Linked DNA regions of Mus musculus: region 2 is linked to region 1. A link is a contact called in public HiChIP or PLAC-seq data. All regions are on one chromosome and are shown on one strand. Each heading gives the region's core, a stretch centred on a gene start, on an enhancer-like site or on the middle of the called end of the contact. The rest is flanking DNA. Distances are from core to core; before and after follow the strand shown. Region 1 has its middle 10 kb from the start of Gm25633. Region 2 has its middle 12 kb from the start of Sdhd.

What was found. HiChIP or PLAC-seq counts read pairs in DNA pulled down with a chosen protein or histone mark.
Region 2: a contact with region 1 is called in a FOXA1 HiChIP or PLAC-seq map of pancreatic cancer cells. The contact joins two enhancer-like sites. A contact is called at or near these places in 1 of 39 promoter capture datasets (the 3T3-L1 cell line), 1 of 115 datasets of contacts at active chromatin or transcription factors (pancreatic cancer cells) and 1 of 9 other capture datasets (pancreatic islet).

Annotation. Positions count from the first base shown.
Region 1 is chr9:49,813,528-49,818,474 of GRCm38.p6, reverse strand. No RefSeq gene overlaps it. Among named protein-coding and RNA genes, the nearest start is that of Gm25633, 10 kb to the left of the region's middle. Within about 2 kb of position 2,039, at least 40 of the 459 cell types and tissues checked have an H3K27ac peak or open chromatin away from gene starts, as enhancers often do. A contact at or near this core is called in pancreatic cancer cells, where this site is marked.
Region 2 is chr9:50,589,758-50,594,704 of GRCm38.p6, reverse strand. No RefSeq gene overlaps it. Among named protein-coding and RNA genes, the nearest start is that of Sdhd, 12 kb to the left of the region's middle. Within about 2 kb of position 2,799, at least 115 of the 459 cell types and tissues checked have an H3K27ac peak or open chromatin away from gene starts, as enhancers often do. A contact at or near this core is called in pancreatic cancer cells, where this site is marked.

The DNA of each region.
Region 1 (4,947 bases), core at 790-3,289:
GCAGTCATGATTTAGAGTGACATGTTGTTGCTATGGAATCTTACTTCTCTCTGTTTCTAGTCTACGAAGGATGTGCAAGCTCTTAAATGCCTGCCCATGAGTTATTCCTCAAGCGCCACACTGATTTGCTGTGGATGGGCTGGGCAGCTGTTCAAACCCAAACTCAAACCAGGGATAGTCACAGAGTCAAAGGTTGGGGTGGTGGTGGTGGTGGTGGGGGGGGGCTAGACCTGCAGAGCACATTCAATAAAAACCAGGCAAATGTCTAAGTCATGCCCTGTAACTTTGTCTTGAAGGGTTTTGATGATTTGAGCATTACAGCTGTGGCTTCAGCGGATACTTGCCCAGCATCCACAGCTCTTTTTTATTCCATGTATTGCACTCAGAACTACATTTATTACCTAACTTTCATAAGGAGAAATGTGACATTCATTCTGTATGAATGAAGCTTCATGTTCTCCTGACCTGGAAGCACACATAAGGGAAAGACTAATTTTATTGCCCTGATTTCAATATTGACTCACCTCAGGGAAGGATTTGACAGCCAGTCCTCTAGAGCACAGTCACATCTAAGACAGACACATCTTGGTTTTATTGACTATTGGATAGCTAGCACTGGGACTTGAGAATGAATATATAGTAGGTGACCAATACGCACATTTAGATGGCTGATTAGTATAATATAAATATATATATATTGTATATAATATAGTGTATAGTTTAAAGTATATAGTATATAGTACAAAGTACAGAGTTCATAGTACATAGTATATGGTATAAAGTACATAGTACATAGTATATAGTATAAAGTACATAGTACATAGTACATAGTACATAGTACATAGTATATAGTATATAGTATAGAAGAAGTACCAGACTCAGTCTGCTTTCCAGCTGTGTCAAATGTCTCATCTACAGAATGAAGATAGTGGATCTCACATCTTCTGGAACCACCAATGCCGGGAAGCATTGGCTACCTAGAGAACAGCCCATCCCTCTTGAAGGATGATATTTTCAAGTTTTTTGTTGCGGTTGTTGTTTTGTTTTGTTTTGTTTTGTTTTACCTAAAACCACAGCTATCACCCATCTTCTTTGTTCATTCGTGTTCCTCTTAGTAGTATGGAAGCTATCTTTTCCTTCACATTGCTTCAAATAGTGGGACACCATAGTGGGTCCCACGATAGTGGGATCTCACAGTTTCCCACAGATCCTAGTGACACGAATCTCAAGACAAATGGCTGGAGAGTGTAACACATACGATCAGGAAGCTCCCTTTTCTTCTGGAACACTTGATTTCTAGGACACAATTCAGACCTATCAGTTTTAAAGATTGCATGATACTAATAGAGTAATTAGCATTCATTAGAGTGTGGGAGGTTACTGGACCTTAGGGGGGAAAGACTCTCCATTTAAATTTGGCCTGACACAGGGTTGAAAGAACTGGGATTCTCAAGGAATTATATGCTAATTTTTGATCAGGTAAAGACCTTGGAATTGAAATGTTAATTAATTAGTCATACAACTCTTTTTAATTTGACTATGGGCTCCGCCATCTCTTAACTTCCCTGTACCGTATTAAAGCTTTATTACCGAACCCTGGGATTTATTGAGTGCCCGTGCCTTGCAAATGTTATCACACTTAATCCTTATAACAAACCCATGAAGAAGGTCCAATTAGTATGCTGACTCACATAACAGGAAACTTAGGATCAGTGAGCAAGGGTAACCTTTTCAAGGTCACCAGGCAGAGTGTCAAGACCTACTTAGATCCTCTGACACGGAACTGCTTTTAATCTCTGGCTATGTCCATAGAGACACACATTCCCGCAGGAAGAAAAGCAGTCTAGATGCAGTTCGCTGGCGCACCGTTCATGCTATCTACCCCCGCCCCCCGGTTGGTGCTCAATATGTTGAATGGCTCGAACATTCCTGCTGGGGTATTGGCCATGGGTCAAAGCTGGATCCATCATAGCTCAGTACATTAGAGCTCAGGTTTCACATCTGTGAAGTGAGGGGGACGGGCTGAATCATCTCTAAGTTTCCTCTTAGACTTAAAGAACTATGTTGCTTGTCTGAAAGGAGGATGAATCAGAGTTTAGCAGCCACAGACTAGCAATATGAGCCGATACAACATTCCTTTGTACAGAATGTTCCCTCTGCTCAAAATACCCTCTCCCCACTTGTTCACTTGGCAAATGCCCAATGAGCAGCCCAGCTGGCCTCTGAGACTCTGTCCTTGACCTCTCCATCAATGCACATTCCATCCCCAAACACACACACGCACAGTGATTTCCTTCTTAGGCCCTCCTGGGTATGCAGTGCATTACTGTGATTATTTGATTATGGGCTGTCTTTCCATCCTCACACCCTGGACTCCAAGCTCCATGAAGACAAAAACTGCACACTATTTTCTCTTCAGGCTCTACCTTCCAGCCTGGCCCACAAAACAAATATTCAATAAATGCCCTTTTCAGGAACTGAATGAATGAGCAGGGCATGTGTGGAGGAGCAGGAGGGGACAATTTGACCTTAATGGAGAATCTAAGCCAGAACACAGTGAGAAATTAGCGGTAGTTTGATGGGAAGAGAATGAAGCACAGAAAAGTGTATTGAGACCCAGTACCCCAGGCAGTGCGGGGTCCTTGTTCCATTCTGAGGTGGGAGGGGTGACAGGAAGAAGAAAAAACATGAAAAAAGATCAGTGCAAACCTCCTCCTCAGCTTAAAAAAGAAGTGATCGTAAATGAACCTGATGTTTTTCTTCACAGACCGTTAATTCATCCACAGCTCAACACTATAGGCTACACTCAACTGCAGCAAACAGCAGAACATCGCCACGAATCTCAACTCCCACGAGACCTTGCAGGATTGCAAGATATTGCAGGCATACCTGAGCTATATGAAGACATAAATTTACAAAACCAAAATGAACAATATTTAATAAATTACCAATAGTGCAAACACTTAACTAGAAAAAGTTCTATCTACTATCTATCTATCTATCTATCTACTATCTATATATCTATCATCTATCTTTCTATCATCTATCATTCATTTATCATCTACTATTTGTCTTTCTATCTATTATCTATCTATCATTTATCATCTATCTACTATTTATCTTTCTATCTATTATCTATCTATCTACTATCTATCTACCTATCATCTATCTTTCTATCTATCATCTATCATTCATCTATCATCTACTATTTGTCTTTCTATTATCTATCTACCATTTATCATCTATCTACTATTTATCTTTCTATCTATTATCTATCTATCTATCTATCTATCTATCTATCTATCTATCTATCTATCTATCTATCTACCTACTTCGTATACACACTCACAGTCCTGAGAAGTTCTTGGACACCATCTTGCTATTACATTGTGTTTGCATTCATTTCAATTATTCACTTGCACAAAGGCCAAAAGCCATGCTCAGATCTAAGGGGGAAAAAAAGCCTGATTATTTTAGCTTAATAAAATGTAATAAAGATTAAAAGTCTTTGGTATTTGTTTGTATTTGGAATATAGAACACACATGTTTATTTATAACACATGCATCTTTTGAGCCTTCTGAAATGTAAGATAACACTAAAATACGTGCATTGCAATGGGATATGTGAATGACTAAAATAGATGGGAGCTCAAACAATGCATTCCATTTCCCGCCAGACAACCCCATGCCTCATGTAAACAGCTGAACAGGTGACATTTCCTTTGGAAGTCAAGCAAGCCTCTTCATTTTGTGCATTTTGGAGAAACCAGACCTGGGAAACAGTCCAGTCTCAGTTATTGATGAAGAGGGCATGGCTATGTTTACCCAAGTGATTGGCCCTTTTACCAAGTGGTTGCATCATTTTGAAATCTTGGACTCTATACTTCATGGGCAGTTTTAGAGTGCAGAATATTCTTCCTTAGGCGGAGAAGGTCAGAATATGTGTGTGTGATGTGTGTGTGTGTGTGTGTATGTGTGTGTGTGTGTGTGTGTGTGTGTGTGTGTGTGTGTTTCAAGGTGGAGGGTGGAGGGGAGGGCCTCAGAGAACTTGTCACTGGTGTTTGGTAACTGCTTTGGGGTAATTAGGCTTGTCCGTGACTAAGTGTGATCCACTAGACAACAATGTGAGAAATTGCCTTCAGTGTGGAACGAGCTTGTTTGGATCACCCATGACTCAACGTTTATGAGGGAAGGTGAGGTGTTGTCGTGAGTCTAGATTCTTTCAAGAATTTTCAGGGTAGAGCAACTCAGCTGATGACTTACTGCTGTCTGTGTGGGGGACAGTGCTGTTCTCCAAGTTTGGCTTTCTTCTGCATAGTTATCGTTTTTTTTAAGTTTCTAGCTGATTGCTAAGGTATCTTTTCCGAAAGATGTTAAAATCAACCTCAGTCTCTAATGTTCCCATTATACCAAAAGTCATGGCAGGAGGAGAAGGCTATTTTCTTCCATATACTTAGAAGCCTTGCTATAATACACATTTTAGCCAGAGATGGGCTATTACGTAATAGGTCTTCAAACTAAGTCCTGGGTGTTAAAACTCTGCAAGATTTCATGCTCTTACGATACTTGTAAATCTGTCGGTGAGCTTGAGTCACATCACAAAGATCCATCCATTCTTCACTGACACTCATGTATATTTTAGAGATAACTTATCTTCATCCTGATTTTGATCTTCCGTGGGTAATGGCTCCCAACTCTCTAGATTTATGTTCATCTGCCACTGGTCCCTTTGAAGACTCTTAATCTCTCTCCCCTAGCTGTGAGTATAGAGTAGTGAGAAAGACTACAGACTTTGGGACCTATGGCAGGCATGGTTGTTCATTAAATAGTCCTGATTTTCCTACTGAACACAATGCTTTCCTACCTCCCTACTCCCTTGAAGGTAGGGATGTTGATATGTTTTTTTCAATCTAGGAAATGCAAGTGTAAGTGTTAGGTAGGTTGTTT
Region 2 (4,947 bases), core at 1,550-4,049, 780 kb before region 1:
GCTTTAGAGACTCCTTCCCCACCACAGAGCTAAAGCGTGAGATGGATTAAATGGTGACAGTGCCATAGGCACTCCAGAGTTCCAGCCACAGAGTGACTGGCCCTCAACTGACTACACAGTGAGCCAAAAAAAGAATTCTTAAGCACTTACTTTTTGTTTGTTTGTTTGTTTGAGACAGGGTTTCTCTGTGTAGCCCTGGCTGTCCTGGAACTCACTCTGTAGACCAGGCTGGCCTCGAACTCAGAAATCCACCTGCCTCTGCCTCCTGAGTGCTGGGATTAAAGGCGTGCGCCACTTATCTTGTATGTGCTCAGATGCAGGGAGGAACACACTCCTGTGAAGGTCGGAAGGCACCCTGCAGGAGTCAGCTCTTTTCACCGTGTGAGTTTTGGGGACCCAACTCAGGTCAACAGGCTCAGAATCAAGCACCTCACCCGCTGAGCCATCTCCCTGTCCCGAAGCCAGATCTTTTTTTTTTTTCTTTAAGCTTTTAAAATTGAAAATAGATTCTTCTCTCATAGACTACATCCTAACCGCAGTTTCCCCTCCCTCCCCTTCTCCTAGCTCTCCTCTAGATCCAGTCCCCCTCCATTTTCTCCCTCCAAGGGAGGCTAGCCAGACGGACAAAACACGCTACAATAAGACAAAGCAAAAATCCTAGTGGAGGCTGGGACAAGGCATTCCAATAGAAGGAAAAGAGTCTCAAGAACAGGCAAAAGTGTCAGAGATACACCCGTTCCTACTGTTAAGAGGCTCACAAAAACACCAACCTAATAGCCATAATGTGTACACAGAGGATCTGATGCAGTTATTTCTTCTATGTGTGTATGCATGCACGTGTGTGCGTGCAGAAGTGTACACACACACACACACACACACACACACACACACACACACACACACACACACACACACACACACACTAAATGCAGTGCCCATGGAGACCAGAAGAGGGCACCAGATTATCTCTGGAACTGGGGCTGCAGAAGGTTGAGTCTGGAACCAACCTGGGTCCTCTGGTACAGGAGCAAGTGCTCTTAACCACTGGGCCATCCAGCCTCCCAAGTAGTATTAGGATGGATTTTCTCCTTGGTTGGCCTGAAAGGATGGGATATTGCTTTCATGCCAGAGGCACATTGTCACTCTGGGCTGCGGAGAAGGTAATAATTACAAGGAATAAAGGCCGAGGGCACCAATTCTCTTTTTGGTGTGTTCTTCAGAGTAGATACAGTCTAAGTATAGCTTGTACTTTTACTCTACTAAGTGTGGCTTTTCTACCTCCGCTTCTATTTCCTCGGACCTCTCTCTCTCTCTCTCTCTCCCTCTCTCTCTCTCTGTCTCTTTCTCTCTCCCTTTCTCTCTCTCACTCTCATGTCCTCGAGCTCCGTTCTGCTTTAAAATAGTTTTATCTATGAGAGAAGGAACTTGAGAGAGGTATCACTGTGAGCACCAGTCAGGATGCTAAAGAGGACATGCACAGAGGAGCCTGAGTCTTGGATGACGTCACTGCACTGCCACGCCATTGCCACACCTATCTGCATCTGCGGATGCCAGTCAGCGCTTCCGCTTCCGTGCAGTCTTGTGTAATAGAGCTGCTCTTCCAGAGTAGGTGATTGTAGGAGGTTCCCCAGTGGGTCTCACCATCCGTGGACCTGGTCCTTTTGTTTACACCTCTAGCTTGAATCTATTTTCTGTCATAAGTAATAGTGTGATCAATGGCCTTGGATCTGTGTCTTTGTCTAGTGGTGAACATGGTTTTTCTTCTTTGTGTTCAACCTCTGTATTTGTGGAACTCATTCAGATTTATCTTGTTGCTGTGTATCTGTGTTTAGGGGTTAGGAGGAATATGTTTGTGCCCATGTAGAGACCAGAGGAGGATGCTGGGTCTTTTTCTTGGCTGCTCTCCACCTTATTTTTTGAGGCAGGGTTTCTCACTGAATTTGACTTAGCATTTTGGCTAGGCTAGCTGCCCAGTGAGCTCATAGGATCGCTCCTGTCAGTGCAGTGGCTACTGGTATGCACTGCCCTCTCTAGCAGTTATATGGAGGCTGGGGATTTGAACTTGGGTCCTCTTACTGTACCAGTGAGTGGTCTTATCCACTGAGTCACATTTTTAGCCCCTAATTTTGCTTTTTGAAATTTCTGTTTTGAAACTGGTCTTGCTACACAGTCCAGGCTGGCTCTGAGCTCAGCTGTGTGGCCCAGCGTGACATCAGACTCCCTTCGGCCCACTCACCTCAGTCTCTTGCATGCAACTCCACCCTTTATTTTATGTTTTTTTTCTGTTTGTTAGAGTTCATGTCTTCAGATGTTGTGAATAAGGGACAGGATAGATTGGAGGGATGGCTCAGTGGTTAAGCGCACTTGCTGCTCTTGTGGACACTCTGGATTCAATCCCAAGCACACACATGACAGCTTATAACCCTCTATATCTCCAGTTCCAGGGGGAAACCAGACACTCTTTTGGTCTTTTTGGGGTGCTACACACACATGGTACACAGACATACTTGCTGACAAAACATCCATACGTATAACATGTTAAAAAACATTTCCAGCTCCTTTTCTGGTTTGACTGTTCTTCTAAAGAGATGGGTGTGAGCTGGGCAGTGTTGGCACACATCTTTAGTCCCAGCATTCAGGAAGCAGAGGCTGGCGGATCTCTGAGTTCATTGCCAACCTTGTCTACAGAGTGAGTTCCAGGACTGCCAGGACTACACAGAAAAACCCTGTCTTGCAAAAACCAAACAAACAGAAGAGAGGGAGAGATGGGTGTGACTGATGGTTTGCTACTTGAGCTTCGACTCACCTCTGTTGGTAGCCCTTGGTGCCGAGTCCCTCTCCCTCAGACTGACTGTCACTCCCACATAGAGTCTGCGCTGCTCTTTGCCCTCCGGGCTCTTACTGTAGAGTTTTGTGCGATTCACTTAAACTTTGTTTTTCCCCAGTCACTTAGGAGCTCAAAGAATTCAATAGGTCTGTGTTTAGGTCCTTTTGTTTCATCTAATAAATTTATTCAATAAAACTCTTGTGGCATTGCCATTGGTGGATAGCAATGCACCCGTGGATAGCCCTGTTCTAAGCCCATTGGAGGAGCCCCAGGTAAAACCAGTGTATCACAGAGCAAAAACAAAAGGGAGGAGACACAAAAGTGAGGTGGGAATGTGCTTTCTTCACTGTGCTGTGCACACATGCACACACACAGACACACACACGCATGTGCGCGCACACACACACACCATGAACACACACATGCATGCACACAACGTGCACAAACACTCACTTGAACACCCAAGCTCCCCTCCCCCCCACATACACACACCACGAATGCACATACACGCATGCTTGCACCACACTTGGGAGCCTCAGCAGGATGTGGCGACACATGCCTCAATCCTAGCAGTTGGGAGACAGACACAAGAAGAGTGAGTTTGAGACCAGCCTGAACTACATAGTGAGACCCTGTGTCAACAAAACCAAAACAAAAACATGAAGCAGAGGAGGAGGAAGCTTTTCTCTGGCTGTCACAGAATTTTAGCATCATTCAAAGTGAAAATGGGTTCTCATGGCATTAAGTGTTATACTGTGTTCCAGGAAATAAACATCTCAAATAGAGAAGTGAGTCAGAGCCCGAGAAGCTTATGAAAAAATGTTAGTCACAGGGAGAGCAGAGCTACCTAATGTGAACACAGCTTTCTTTTCAGGCCATTTCTGCTGACATTGGGGATCCCCACGCCTGTTGCTTAATTTGGCAGCTGCAGGCAATGAGCAGAGGACTCAGCAATTGTAGGGGCCAGGAGCTGCACCGTTCTGCTGGGAACTTTCCTCTTTGTGCTGAAAACCAATATGAATTACCGGGAGTGTTGTAATGGCTACTATAAGGGAAAAATTATAAAAGGACCCAGAAACACGGAAAAATTGCGGGGGATGGGGGGGTGAATTTAATTCTAATTTGGAGGAGACTTGGAATGAATTAGTTCTGTGCTCTTAAACAAAGGGACAGAGAGTTGTGACAGCGTTCTCTATAGTAGCAGAACTTACAAATGAATCCTCCCCTCTATATATGTATGGGATTTATTGAATGAATTACAGGCTGTGGTCTAATTAATCAAACTATGAACAGGAAGTCCAAGAATTCAGAAGTTTCTTAGTCCACAAGGCTGGATGTCTCTGCTGGTCTTCAGCACTCTGGAATCCCTTAGAAGTAGGCTCTAATGCCAGTGAAGGAATGGATTTGCTAGTAAGGCAAGGACGAACAGGCAAAGAGCGAAAGTGTCTTTCCATACCCTTCTATTGGCTTCCAGCAGAAGGTATGGCCCAGATTAAAGGTGGATCTTCCCACTGCAAGATCTGATTTAAAGACACCTATCTTCCTGCCCCAAGATCTGGATCAAAATTGTGTTTTCCTACCTCAAAGGTCTGGACTAGAAGTGGGTGTTCACCCACTCAAATCAAGCAATAAATCTCTCACAGGTGTACCCTCCATTTCTGAATTGTAGTTCATTTCCAGATGTAGCTAAGTTGACAACAAAGAATGACCACTACACCGTCCATTTCTAAAGTTTAATTTATGCTGGGTGGACATGGTTGTACATGTCTGTGCCTGCAGGCTGAGGCAGGAGGATCTCCTGGCCTAGGTAATGAGTTCCAAGTCAGCCTGGGTTTTTAATGAGATGTTGGTTGTCTCAAAAAAAAAAAAAAAAAAAAAAAAGAAAGAAAGAAAGAAAGAAACCAACCAAACAAGAAAACAAAATGAAAATCAGAAGTTGGGGTTGTGGCTCAGTAGGTAAAATATTTGTCTTGCAAGTGTGAGACTGGAGTTTGGATCTGCAGAACCATGCAGCTACCTGTAATTCCAGCTTTAGAAGGATGTCTGGGAACTTCAGAACAGGTTGGTTAATAAGATGAGCCATACTGGCAAGCTCTGGGTTTGATTGAGGGAGCCTGCCT